2 separate regions of the Anas platyrhynchos genome follow, and region 2 is linked to region 1. The links are chromatin contacts, called in public Hi-C maps. All regions are on one chromosome and are shown on one strand. The core of a region is the stretch at or near the end of the contact, and the rest is flanking DNA. Distances in the headings are between cores, read along the strand shown.

Region 1 (6,424 bases), core at 1,751-4,250:
CAAAGGAGATGCCCGTCTTAGCTAGAGAGAGCCTGTAAGCAGCTTGCTGTCCTTCCAAAACACTATTTGTGTGGGCTGTTTTTCCCCTTCCCATTGCTAAATATTCTTCTTTTTCTCCCTTTTCTCTAGACCTGAGCCTAACCACAAAGGTAAGGACATCTGGCAGCTGGATTTGTTTGATAAATGTGCCTTTATCTGTTCGCCCTCCTCTTTTTCCTGCTTTTTCTGAGCCGTTCTCTCTTCTGCCAGTAGCATTTTATTGCCCGTGGAGGGGGCAGCTCTCCATCCGGGGCCAGCTCTTGTGCAACATTGCCCTGAGGACCCCGTACAGCTCCACGATCCCAGCACAGCTGTAAGTTGCTCTTTCCTCTTCTTTCTGTGCAATATTTGGGGTGTGCAGCGTTCCAACCACTCTTACTGACCCTTTTGGGATTATATTTGGGTCTTTAGCAGGCAGGTTGGCTTCCAGCACCTGGGTATCCATGTACCAGAAAAGCCAATTTTGTGTCTGTTGCCCCATCCTTTTGTTGATCAACAGCTTCTTGCAGCTGTGCCAAATTACCTTACACACAGTCGGGGGAATTATCAGTGTCAGGAAGGGATTTGGGGCAGCCAGCAGTGTGGTGTCACACACACAGTAGCAGCTGGAGGAGGACACGAGATCAGGCTTCTTACAGCAGCTGGAAACAGCTGCGTTTTGTCACCACTTTGTTATGTTAACAGTTTGGGCATGTTTATTCTGAAACAATTACCCCTGCTGGGGATTATTTCTCCTTGTGAGAAGTGGGCTTCCTGACAGTGCAAATAAAGTTAGCCAATTGTGTTTACAGATTGGCACGGTGGCAAATAAATTATTGAGGTAAGTGGCATTCAAAAAAGGGGAGGTATTTAAAATCTTCATTAGTCAGGGGCCATCCAGCAGGTAACAACTTGGAACAGCCAGTAGCAGGGCACCGATATCAGTGTTTGGAGTGGTTCACAGTGACAGGGCTTAATCCTGAGAGCCTTTTCTGGACGTGAGCCCCGCTGCTTTCTCCCCACAGGCCTCCCAACCTGGACATTAACCACGTCATGGGGCTGTCTGACTTGAAGAAAAAGCTGCCAGAAGCTGCGTTTGGGAAAAGAAATTACATTGAGAATGAAGGTGAGTGTAAAACCCGCCAGCGTTTGCAGGGGATGTTTGCAGTTAGGATTTGCAGGAAAACAGAATTTCTAACGTGATTTCCCAGTGAGGTGAGGGACATTCCACCTCTCGGGGTCTGACCCAGCACCTCCTGCAGCATCACTCAAATTGCTTTTTGTAGCTGCAGAGCTAGGATAGGAAACATCTCCTATGAACCAAGGGTTGAAGAGGAAACTCACTATAATATCAATGCATATGTCTTATATTAGGAAATCTTGATAACAGGTTTGTTTTTCGCTTTTCTTTTTTAAAAAATACGAAACAAAACCAGTGCTTCCATCAGTTGCACCCCCACCTTCCTGGTAGGGGAGTGCTTGGTTGTTTGGAGTTGATGTAAGAGACATCCTACGTGAAGTTCTCTCTCTTTTGTCTGCAGTCTGCTTCCAGGGCGTTTACTTCAGTCTATATGAAGTGGAAATAGCAAATAAGGATCAACATAAAATGAATCAATTATTAGAAAATCTAAAGAAAAGGGACTTGGTAAGTATTTTAAAACGTTTTCATTCTGGCAGGAGAATACTCTTTTAAATATTCTTCTGAATCTTTGGTAGCATTATTCAAAGATTCTGAAATAATGCAAAATGGAACAAATTTCTCTGCTTTAAGTATTATTTTCATGCTTAGTTATTCTCCAACCTAATTTAGTCTTTCTGCTAACTGAAGATTGCTCCCTATGAGCTGGGACCTGATTTCTGGGGTGAGCAGAAATGTAGCAGGCAGACCTCTTTGAGTGTCTTTGTGCCAGATGAGACTGGTTTATTGGCTTGTCTTTGCATTTCCATAGTGGACAAGGACTGCAAGGGGATCTTAGATATTAAGAAAGTGGGAGCTTTCCGTGCTAGAATGAGAATTACTAAGCAAAAGACATAAGCTGCCACGTGCCTGCCTTTCTTCCTTTTTTTTCTTGACTGAAAAATAGTCCCCACTCAGCTCCTCACAGCTACGCTGCTGAAGCCTCGGGAGCTTCTGAAGATATTGAGATTTATTTCTGCTTTAACAGAGAATTTCCCATCTGTTGTTGCTGAAGGCTGCTTGCACAATAAGACCTGATAAGAGTTATTCCAGCACACTGGGGTTTTCCTGCTCACAGCACAATCTTCGTGTCTCCTTTTGACTCCCGGGGCTGAGCATCACCCCCGAGGAGCTCAGCACTGCTGGGATTCGTGCTTGGGGTTTGGCTTTGCTGCTGCTGTTTGCGCTGTCCCATCTGACCCTGCCTGTAGGTTCAGGGTTGTAAATTCCCAGCTGAAAACATACAACTGGCTGGGCACATCCTCCCCTCAGCGTAAGCTGGCAGCACTCCACGAGCTGCCTGGAAGGGCTGGTGCTGTGAGGCACTGCTGAAGAGCTGCCCACCAGCGTGCTTCTGCCATACCAGAGCAAGTGTTTGCAGGAAAGGCTCTCAGCCTCCATAAATCCTTGATGAGACTGCCTTTTATTGGTGACAACAGGAGAAATGAAGAAGGAGATAGCGTAGACGAGGTAAATGTCCCTTCTCGTGCTGGTGGCATCAGATGGGCACCTGGTTGTGGCACCCACGCTGAAGTTCACCTGATGCTGCACTGCTCGGGGTTCCCAGCATCTGCAAGGTCGTAACCTTGTCCGTGCTCCTTTTCTCCTCATTTCTGCCAAGCCTCGCAGAGCTGGACTCTGGAGGAGCTGGGGAAGATGAGGTGGTTGAGATGCAGCCGTGAGGAGCTTGGGTGCTGAAAGCAGCAGGAGCACTGGCATCTGGCTTGCAAGTGAAAATGAAAGAGTAGCTGGGAACGAGCAGGGTTGCTCGAGGCCAGCTGCACTCCTCTGGGTGGAGGGTGACTTCTCTCAGCTCTGTGTCAGGCAGCTGCTGACTCGTGGCTTGCCTTTTTCCCTCGTGTGCCTGAAAATCACCCCGCTGGTGAGAAACGATGGCAGTTTCATTGAGCTAGGTGACATCTTGGCTTTTATCCGCCCTGCTCGGCTGGCTTGAGACGGTTTGAAGCAAGGAGCTACCGTTCTGAGGAGCAAATATCACGCTGAAATTATTCAGCATTTCCAAAGCTGCTCCGTTGTCATGTGGGCTGGGCTCCAGTCCAATCCTCCGTTATGTCTGCGTGTGCTGAATGGGATCAGCGAGCTTTCTCCGAGCATTAGGAGCCCCGGAGTTACTCATGTCCTGGAAGTTCCCCTTAAAAGACATGTCTGAACGGCAGAAAGAGATCCAAATGGGTGTCCTCATGGAAGAAAAGGCAGCCCGAGCCCAGCTCCGAGGTATTAGGCAACACCCAAATCCCAGAAAAGCCTCGAGAAGCCCACGGATCTTTTTAGACATGTGGTCATCCACTCCTGAGACAGAGGCACGGCGGTCTCTTAGGCTCAGCTTTTTGATTTTTTTAACATTTATTGATGCTGCTGCTGCTAATAAGCAGGCTGCAGGGACTGAACTCACTCGGGCTCGTGCCTGGAGCTGTTGGCTGCGGACTCAGACGCTCGTGTCCAGCTTTGCTTCCCCTTCTGGGAAAGCCCTCCCCTCGCGCTGCTGAGAAGTCTTCGTGGCTGAGATGCCCAGGGACTTTTGAACCGAAAGGGGCTAAAATTATTAACCTTGCTCGTTAATTGTTCCTAGCAGTCGGTTTGGCTAAGCATTTCTGTTGTTTTAAGTAACAGATGGGAGGACTTTGGGATGAATAACAGCCTTAAATGGAATATTTTGGGCTCCAAGTCCCGGTGACTCAAGTGGCACGGCGGTGTCCTCGGCAAGGGTTGAGCTGGTGCTGTTGGCACACGTTCACCAGCACTCGGGGCTTGTTGACAGCGGCGCTGAGTGACATGAAGTGTGCTTAGGAGGGCAGGGAGAGGCTGCTCTAACTCTGTTTTGTTTGTTCCAGGCGATCATCAAATATTTACAAGATCAAGGAGTTCTTATCCTCCTGACCTCCTCCGCGTTGGCACGGGATGATGGTAATGCACGGCCACCTAGGAGCCAACACTTGGGCTTAAATAACCTGCCCTAGTGTAGAGGATGGGCACTTTTGTGTGTTTTTTAAACAAAACCTGTCGCTTTACTTCACAGGATTCGACCCCAAGGAGCCTGTCAGCCTCCTGGCCCTGTTTCTGTTCACCTCGTCCCGAGCAGTGTGCCTGAGAGGTAGGGAGGTTCTCTTGGCTGGCTTCAGATGCTACATTTTGGGTGCAGGATCTTCAGTTGAGGGTTCTAGCAGACGTGTTCCTCTGGAAAAGCTGATTTCTCAGCTCAACACCACCTACAGCTTCAGTGCAAAGGGTGTTAAAAGAGGAGATGAGTCCCATCTGTTCAGCCATACTTCATTTTTAAGCCGATGTAAACCAGGTCTCCGTGCTTTGACCCTTCTGCACATCCTTGCCCCTTCACAGGAGGGGCAAAAATAGTGAAAAATAATTGCTTTTCTGCGATTCTTGAGTGAAAAACAATTGCTTTTCTTCCTCTGAGTTGGTTTTCAGCAGCATCTGCTCCCTGCACTGTGTCATATAAGGGGGTAAAACATCACGGCATTTGCTGGACCCTGCGTGGAGGTGATGTGTTTTGCTAAACCAGTGGGAAAAAAGCCTAAAATATAAGTGAATCGTTCTCTGCTGAGATAACAAATGCAACAGGCTCTGTGTCACTGCTGGCAGGGGGAAGAGGGGCAGGGAAGGGGATTTGCTCCCTTCAGGGCATTTGAGGGAAGCAGGGAGATGCTGTCGGGCAGAGCCACGGTGCTTTGCTGCCATCAAGATGAGGCACAGCTCAAGATGACCCAGTTTGAACACAAATCTCCAAATTAGAATGAGTTTCAGCATCCGTGGCATTTGCATTTTCTCTGGATCTTTTGGTTTTGTGGAAATATTCGCTCTCCAGTTTCCTCTCGTGGACATAAAGTGACTGCCCAGCTGGCCCGGACGGCTTCATCTGCACACCTCTCACTTCATGCGCTTCAACAGGAATCCTCCTGGCCTTGCAGATCCCCGAGCAGGATATAAACAGGGGCCTTTTGCTCTGTGTAACTTCTGGCTTGCTTTTTGTTGAGTCATCCCAGGGACAAGCCAAGAGACCGCACATGCCAGCACACCCTGGTATTTCAGTCTGCCCGGGTGTGCGATGACTGGCGTTGCCAGTGGAGCTGGACAGGACATTCCCAACTCCCCTCCCCGGAAGATAAAAATCAGCAGAAACGTCAAGAGAGGCTGCCAGCACTTCAGAACACGGATTGCTTTGTCCTTTTTGGGGTTTAACCTGCAGCTATAAACTTTCTCCTTCAGGATCCGCACACGAAGTGGGCTTGTAAGTCTTGTGAAGACGCGATGGTAACTTGGCAGTGTGAGCTGCAAATGTCTTTGAGGCCTGAATTCAGTCTGTGAGGCTTTAAGGGCAGGCTGCTGGTGGCTGTGTTAGCCTGGCAGCCTTTCTCATTTCTTTTTTTAGGTAGAGGAGAGAGACAGGGATATCCAGAGGCAGCCTGAAAATCCAAACTACCGGGACAGGCCTGGGATCAGGAAGGTTTTTGCTGTGATGCCTGAAGCGAGGGCATAAAGTTTGGTGAGGCCAAGGGGGAAAACACGTGGAGATAAGACTGAAAATGGGAACTGACCACTCAGATATCGATCCCTGCAGCAGGGAGAGGAGAAAATACCAGAGCAGAGGGGTTTGGTTAAACAGGAGCATCCTGAAGCAGAGAGGGCACAAGTGGCTGCTTGGTGGGAAGCTCAGGGGCTGTAGCAGACATTGCCCGGGGTTCACGTTGATGCCGAAGAGGAGGCAAAGTGTGGGCAGCCAGGGAGCAGCTGGCAGCCAAGTGAAGAGGCAGGGGGAGAGGATAACGTCGAGCAAAATGCTCCGTGTTTTTACGTGACACAGTCTGAGCTCTGATGGCTTCCAGATGTTTTCCCTCCGGTGCCAGCAGCGCTCCCGCACGTGCTGTCCCGTTTCTTCCTACGCGAGTGGCGTAACCCCAGCCAGCCGTGGCTCTCCTCCGGGACCAAGAGCTCTCCTCGCCGGGATTATAAACAGTTCTGCTTCGTGGCTTCTCCTTTCTCTGAAGATAAATACGTCAGGGTCTGGGGGACAGAAGGAGACGGTGACCGAAGACAGCAGGAGGACGCGAAGAGAAAAGGAGGTGAAGTACAGACGCGTTTGAAGCCACTTGGCTTGAATAATGTTTCCCATTTTGGAAGGAGCAGCCTCGGAAGGCGTTTTTCTTCCTGTCCAGACAGCTCGGCAGGAATGTAGGGCGGGCGTAACGAGCCCGG
Region 2 (6,424 bases), core at 1,399-3,898, 73 kb before region 1:
TGCTTCCAAATAGTGTTTTAAATGGTCATTAACTTCGTCCTCCTAGCTTCACATCTTCATTTTTGTACAGCTTTTGTACTCGGCAGGGCAAACTTCAGCAGTCCCTGGAAAGCAGCCACAATTTCACATAGAATTGACTTGCCTAAATACTTACCTTGTGCTTCTCACTGTTTAAGTCTTGCAGCTTTGTTGATTCAGTTCAACCTCCTGCCTTTGCTGGGAGAAGCAAAGGAATTAGAGGTTGTCAGCAAATCTCTTCAACACCGCCATGCCATGGGGCTGGTGGTCCCCCAGTTACCACATCCTGGTGAGAGGGGAAGCACCTCATTAAGCGTTTAACATAATTGCGAGCAATTGTCTGAGCAAACCTTCAGCTTTACCTGCAAATGGTCAGGGAGGCAGGCTTGATCACAGGCCTTGGCTTCCTGCTGCCTTGCCCTCCTCAGGCAATTTCATTGAGGGTTCCTTTGAAGTCTTCCCAGAAATTAAGGCTGGGACAGACCGGACACCCTCCCAGCAGCCTTTTAAGAGGGAGGGAAGAGTCATGGGTTATCTCAGACCTCTCGGATGCTTGGATGGGTCCCAGGTGGACAAGATAATTTTTGTTCCTTGCGCAGAACCCCGTATTTTTCAGCAACTTCTCCAAAAGAGGCATTTACACCCGCGAGCAGGGGTATAAAACACATCCATGCAGCCACAGCCTTGCAGGCTCCGTGTTGCAACCCTCATCCCTGCCCTATTTGGACGCTTTGCTGCTCACCTTTATTCTCCGTGTTTGTTTTGGGGAGCCGTAGCAAACAGACACCAGAAAAGGCTCGGAGCTAGGAACGTGATTAGAATTGCAAATCTGGGGCGGCCCTGCCTGACGCGGAGGAGGAACACCAACCTTGGCTGAAGCCTCCTGCGTGTTTTAGCAAGTCGCTCCAAGGACTGGTGGTGAAGGAGCCTGGCTTCCTTTGGAGCTGGCCTGTGCCTGGACGGCTTTTTTAGCCTCACCTCCATGGCTGAGGCTGTTCAGGGTGTGTAAATAAGATAGAGGTTTAAAAAGCAGAATGTGTGGTGTTTGAGTCTGGGGAATGGAGGCAAGGTCTGTTAGGAAGGGCATAAAGCAATAAATCTGCTTACCCACTGCTGGGGGGGGGGGGGTGAGACCTACTGGGCTATTTTATCCTGTCCTAGGATAAAAGCAGGGACTCCAAAACCACTGCAAATGGAGCTTCAGGCAGAGCTTTCGGACTCCTTTTTCAGCCTCTTCAAGAACTGCCAAGCACGCAATGAAATCCTCTTCCTCTAGGTGTCACCTCTGGATCGGGAAACAGCTCTCCCTTCACTCTCACCCCAAGGCACAACCCGGGTGTTTAAATCTGAGCTGAATATTTACACTAAATTGGCCGGCTGGGCTACATTTGGAATTAATTTAACTGCACTGAGTCCAATGGTTACTGCTTCCCCACCCGGGATAAAGGGAAGTAACTTGACTGCTACCGATGAGCGTCCTTTTTCCACTCCCCACACAATTAATAGTCATTGATGACACGCTGGCTGCTGACCGTGTCCTTTTCCTAAACCATTTGAGCTCGGTGAGATCTAAAATGACTCGGGGAGGAGGAAGGCAAGCGGGGAACCAAAGCACGTGAGCCCATGGGGGCACGTGGGTGGTCTGGAGCAGGAACACAGCAGGGCCGCGAGCGTTCATCACCTGTCTCCTCACTTAAAAGCTCTTCTGTGAAGTTCCCTGGGTGGTTCCAGGTTTGCTGACAGCCCAGAATATGTTAGTCTCCAGCATCAGAGAAACCACAGAAGCCTGGTGCATGGAGTTAAGCTCATTTCCCACCCACACGCACATTAAGGAAGGTCTTAAGACTGCAACTGCTTCTCTGTCAGTTTAAACTTCTAGCTGCGAGGTTTCCCAGTGAGCTGAAGTGGCTGAATTTCCATGTTTGTGTTTTTTTAATGGCAATTGCGTTCAGGAGTCCCTGAAACTGGCTGGAAAACATCACCCAGAGCACTCTGAAGCGCTCACTAACTAATTAGTGGCACGGACTCAAGGTCCTGTATGACTGTCGTTTGCATTCGTTTAGTTTCGGGGGACTTTGCACTTCGCAGGGCGATCTTTCGAAAGGAGCAGCTGGTGTTGTTGTAACTCTTTTACAGAGGGCTTGGCCCTGAAACTCGGAGCAGTTATCAACAGACAGAGGCTGCTGCAGAAGCGCTGCCTTTCAGCGAGGTGTCTGCTAACCACAACACAGCCCAGCCTCTGGTTCGCCTGCCAGCTGCTGGTGGTGTCACATCCCCTTCCCTGAGGTGCTTTATATCGCTCAGATGGGTCGGGGTTTTATCTTGTGCCCCATCAGCAGGTGGGGAAGAAGCGCTCCCCGTAGCAGGGAAGCGCTGAGATGTGCAGTGCTGTCAGTGCACTGATCCTTGTCGATGCATCAGGCCCTTTATTTTTTTACTGAGCCCAGTTTAAAAACATTACGTGGGATGTCACTGCCTCCAATTTCAGCTGACTAAAGCATCTCCCAGGTGGGTTTTGATCTTGAATTTGCTCCTGATCATCTCTTTGCATCGAGCACACGTGGCAGGGCCGTTGCAATGCTGATTCATACACAGAAGGGGGCGGATTCGGGATTGCTCTGGAACCACTCTCAGCTCTCTTTGTCTAAAGAGTTGCTTTAGGATAATCTGTAGGAGAGACACAGTAATCTTTGTACTAACTGTCCAAGAATGTTCTCCAGAACATGAATAACCACGGGCTGAGCTGAGTGAGCTTTAATAACGGGTTTCCTGTGGTCACGTCTAGCAGACTTTCTCTCCTCTGAAGACTGGCCGTGCTTTCTAGCGAGGTGCTGTCGGATTCCCTTGCACTCAGAGGTTTATTTTGCGTGGGGGTGGTTTGTTTGTTTGCTGTAATAACTGGGAATGGCTACGGTGCATCTATTAAAACCTCATTCCTGCTCTGCTTCAGGCTTGAAGACAGACTCCAGGTGTATTTGTGCTTGTCCCGTGGAAAGAGATTAGAGACTCGTGGCTGAGCTCTCCTCCCCTTCTCATCCTGCTAGCTCATGCGGCTGCCTTGGCCGCCGAGCAGCAGCCTTTCCCTGCCAGCATCCATAAAATTATCCCTGGAGGCAGCAGTTCCTTGTCTGCTGCAGGATCTGCGTTTTCCCTGATTTCTTAATCCCTCGCTGTATTGTTTTGTCTGAGTTTCGAGCTCTCTTCCTCTCCTTGCAGGGCTGTCATTACTCTGCTCCTTATCTGCTACTGCAACTCCCAGGGCCACGTACGGCATCGGAGGCTGTCATTTCCACCAAGAGCATCGAGGTCTAACCCCATCTCTGCTGCCGTACACATGCAAACCGAGCTAAATTGGCCAGAGGAGGGGGAAAAGAAAGGATCTCCACCTGGAAATCACCTTCCAGGACTGGAACTGAGTCCTTTCAGAGCTGATGCTCCCCTCCTGCTTTCCCCGTGGCAGGATGGAGCAGAGGCTCAGGGTACAAAGCATCGTGAGATGAGTTCCTCAGCACCTGCAGGGAGGGCTGAGAAGCGTCGTCGTGGTTTTATGGTGGGAGTTGTGGGGCTCCAGGCTTAGGTCAGTCACGGGCAGCAGCCTTTCGGTCCTATATCAGCTGTGCCCCGCTGCTGAAGTGCCCAAAATGCTGCGTGAGAAGCAAAGCTGCAGCCTCCAAATTCCCCGAGGGGGAAAAAAGGTTGTTAAAGGTTAAAATAGTTTGAAGAGGGGTGGTCTCCCCAAAAGGAGACGAGTGCCATGCCCAAGCACAGAGGGTGCGCTAGGTGAAGTGCTTAAAATGAAGTTAATAAAACACTGAGAGCCTTGTTTGTGAAAATAAATTCTCCCGGGGTGGTTCCTGGCCTGTGTCAACCCGGCACGGGTCGATTTGTTACTGGCTGGCGGAGCTGCCTGGGCTATCAGCGCTAAATGTGTTTACTTATCCTTACATTTAGGAAGAAAAGCATGAAAGGGACTGGCCCTTGGAAAAGTAAAAGCATTAAACAAGCTCTTTTGTACTAGCCAAGTACACCTTCAAGCCCTTGTAATGTTTAAATATTTCAAATGTGAAGTCACTCAGGGCTGCCTTACCACCCACTGCCTGAGCTCTGTTTCTCTTACAGCCTTACCCTTAAATTGTGTAGACATTACATTAGGCAGCTCCACCCTGCAGCCGTTTCCTGCCCGGCTCCTCGCTCCTTGCTCTTTTCCCATTATTTTCTCTCTTGTCTCCTTTTCTGTTTTTCCTACAGCTCCGATTTTTTTTTTAATTTATTTATTTTTTTTGGAGTCTAGGAACTAGGCTCGCAGTTCCTAGACTGCTACCCGCCCCAATCTCTCTCTCCCTTGGGGCTTTTCTCCTGCGTGGGATCAGCGCTAATCGCCTCCAGAGCGATGCAGGGCATCTTTTTATAGCCCTGCCAAAGATGAGGAGGAGGAGATGAAATTTCTTAAGAACATAAGAGCTGCTTCAGCCCCAGCGTCCCTCTGACCTAATGCACTGCTTCTGGGCACTGAGGGAAGAGCAAGGACAGGGCTGTGATGCTCCTTTTTCCTGAACCACCCCTGATCTCCACCAGTTTTGGGGTTGTCTGCTTAGCAGCCCCCTGTAAATCCCTTCTAAGGCTTTAGAAACTTTATTTCCAGTTCCACCTTGTGTCCCTGGTAGCTCTTGGCATGGATTGTCATGGGCCAGTTGCTTACACCAGCTCCTTTCCTCCAAAATGGGCAAAAAAGGGGGCTCACATCTCTCTGTGCCCACCCCAGCTGTGTTGCAGCACTTCTGCAGGACAGAAAGTGCTGGCTTCGATTATCTCGAGCCAGATCCTGCGGTTTATTCAGTTTGCTTTTCTTGTGAATCATAACTAATGACAAACACAGCCAGCCAGCGCTGAGGCGTCCCCGCGCGGGTGCCGTAGCAAAGGGCAGGAAGGAGGCTTCCTCCAAACACACGTGGCACTGCCGCTGCTCCTATGGGTCCCCTGCTCTCGTGAGAGCCTCGAGCTGTGCTGCTACAGGCAAGCAACCCTTTTTCAGCTGGCTTTTAGTGACTTTTTGGTGTACAGCTTAAGGAGGTGACTGAGCACAAGCCCACCTGAATCACCAGTGGGCCCTACAACGGGGCAGGGCTCCCACCAAGGGGCTGCAAAGACACGGCTTGTAGGAAAGCAAAAAACATGCAGCAGAAACATTTGTTTGTATAGCTGCTTAGGGTTATTTCTTAAAAAAAAAAAAAAAAGAGGAAAGTTTGTGCCTGTCAGCATTAAAATGTATGTTTTCCCGACCGTTCTCCCAGGATGACTTGTAATATTTATTGGATGGAGCTTGGTTCCCACAAGAACTCAAAATAGCCGTCTGGATTTGGAGCTCCTGGGCTGGCACAGCTCGCTCCCAGGGCTTCTGGGCACCCGCAAGTCCCGACTGCTGTCCCCAGGGAGCGTTCAAAATAGGTACCAGAGGGGAAGGGGCTCCGGGGGCGATACGAAATGGAAAGAGTCAGACTTTAAGTGCAGTCAGTTTGAGCTGAACTCGGAACCTTTTGCTCCCTGCCTGGAAACTTTCAAAAAGCTGAAAGTTCACTTGGAGCTCTCGGGAGCCTGGGTTTGTGGGAGTAAATGTGGAAAGGTCTGGGGTTTGTTAACACGTGCGGAGACGGTGGCCTTGACTTTGGTACATAAAAACACGGTGAAAGTGTCCTTATCATCAGGTCTAGTCTCTGTGACACCATGCTGTGCTGTCGGCAGGGTTATTGGCTTAGTGTTTACATTTCCTTCATTTCCCTTTCCTCCTTGAACGTGCTCCAAACGTTTGTTTGGGTTGGGTTTTGTGCTCGTCGTGTCTCACCTGGTGGCATTGCCTTTACGTCTCTCTACTGAGAAGTCCACGTCGATTTTTCGTGATGATGGTTCCACTGGAAAACAGCTCCGTTCTGAACCAAAACTGCTGAAGGGGACGTGAATTATTTAGATTAAAGCCCACAACACCACTAAGTGAGTCCAAAAAGCGTTTAGGACTATTTTTTAAACAACAGCCCTTGCATTTGAGCTCTGATGAGACACTTGACCAACCAGTACCTCCTAAAACCTTGCACGGGAGCTTCATTTCCCCTAACCCCAGGCACCTAAAAGCCAACTGCTTGAATCTGAGCCTCCCCCAGGGTTCCCCTGGAGTCACGCAGAAGGAGAGGCGCCTCCAGGCAGCTTAAAATGCCTGGCAGGGGGTGTCAGCCCCCCGCAGGAGTGACAAGGGAGCCTGGGCAGCCACCTCCCTTTAGGAGCTGACAGATGAGACCTGGCTGCACATGCAGCAGGCAGAGGGGAGCCGAAGCTCGGCATGTGGCCGTGGGGCGCTTGTGTTTCTCTTGCTGCTTTTTAATTGCGAGGATTATCTTGCAGCCCAGCGTCAGAGCTG

What was found. Hi-C and Micro-C count contacts between places; a contact is called where the count stands out from the background.
Region 2: a Hi-C map of subcutaneous adipose tissue shows a contact between it and region 1, with 3 times the contacts expected there. The contact joins two enhancer-like sites. A contact is called at or near these places in 6 of 8 Hi-C or Micro-C datasets (F1 follicle, F5 follicle, liver and 2 more).

Annotation. Positions count from the first base shown.
Region 1 is chr1:1,780,992-1,787,415 of IASCAAS_PekinDuck_T2T, reverse strand. It overlaps TASOR2 (transcription activation suppressor family member 2), which reads left to right. Exons shown (of 25, transcript XM_072039955.1): 8 at 1-34; 9 at 130-149; 10 at 253-352; 11 at 1,044-1,144; 12 at 1,560-1,663; 13 at 4,048-4,120; 14 at 4,233-4,307. Among named protein-coding and RNA genes, the nearest start is that of TASOR2, 15 kb to the left of the region's middle. Within about 2 kb of position 3,000, at least 1 of the 8 cell types and tissues checked has an H3K27ac peak or open chromatin away from gene starts, as enhancers often do. A contact at or near this core is called in subcutaneous adipose tissue, where this site is marked.
Region 2 is chr1:1,854,100-1,860,523 of IASCAAS_PekinDuck_T2T, reverse strand. The region is part of intron 1 of NET1 (neuroepithelial cell transforming 1); the gene reads left to right. Among named protein-coding and RNA genes, the nearest start is that of NET1, 13 kb to the left of the region's middle. Within about 2 kb of position 2,648, at least 7 of the 8 cell types and tissues checked have an H3K27ac peak or open chromatin away from gene starts, as enhancers often do. A contact at or near this core is called in subcutaneous adipose tissue, where this site is marked.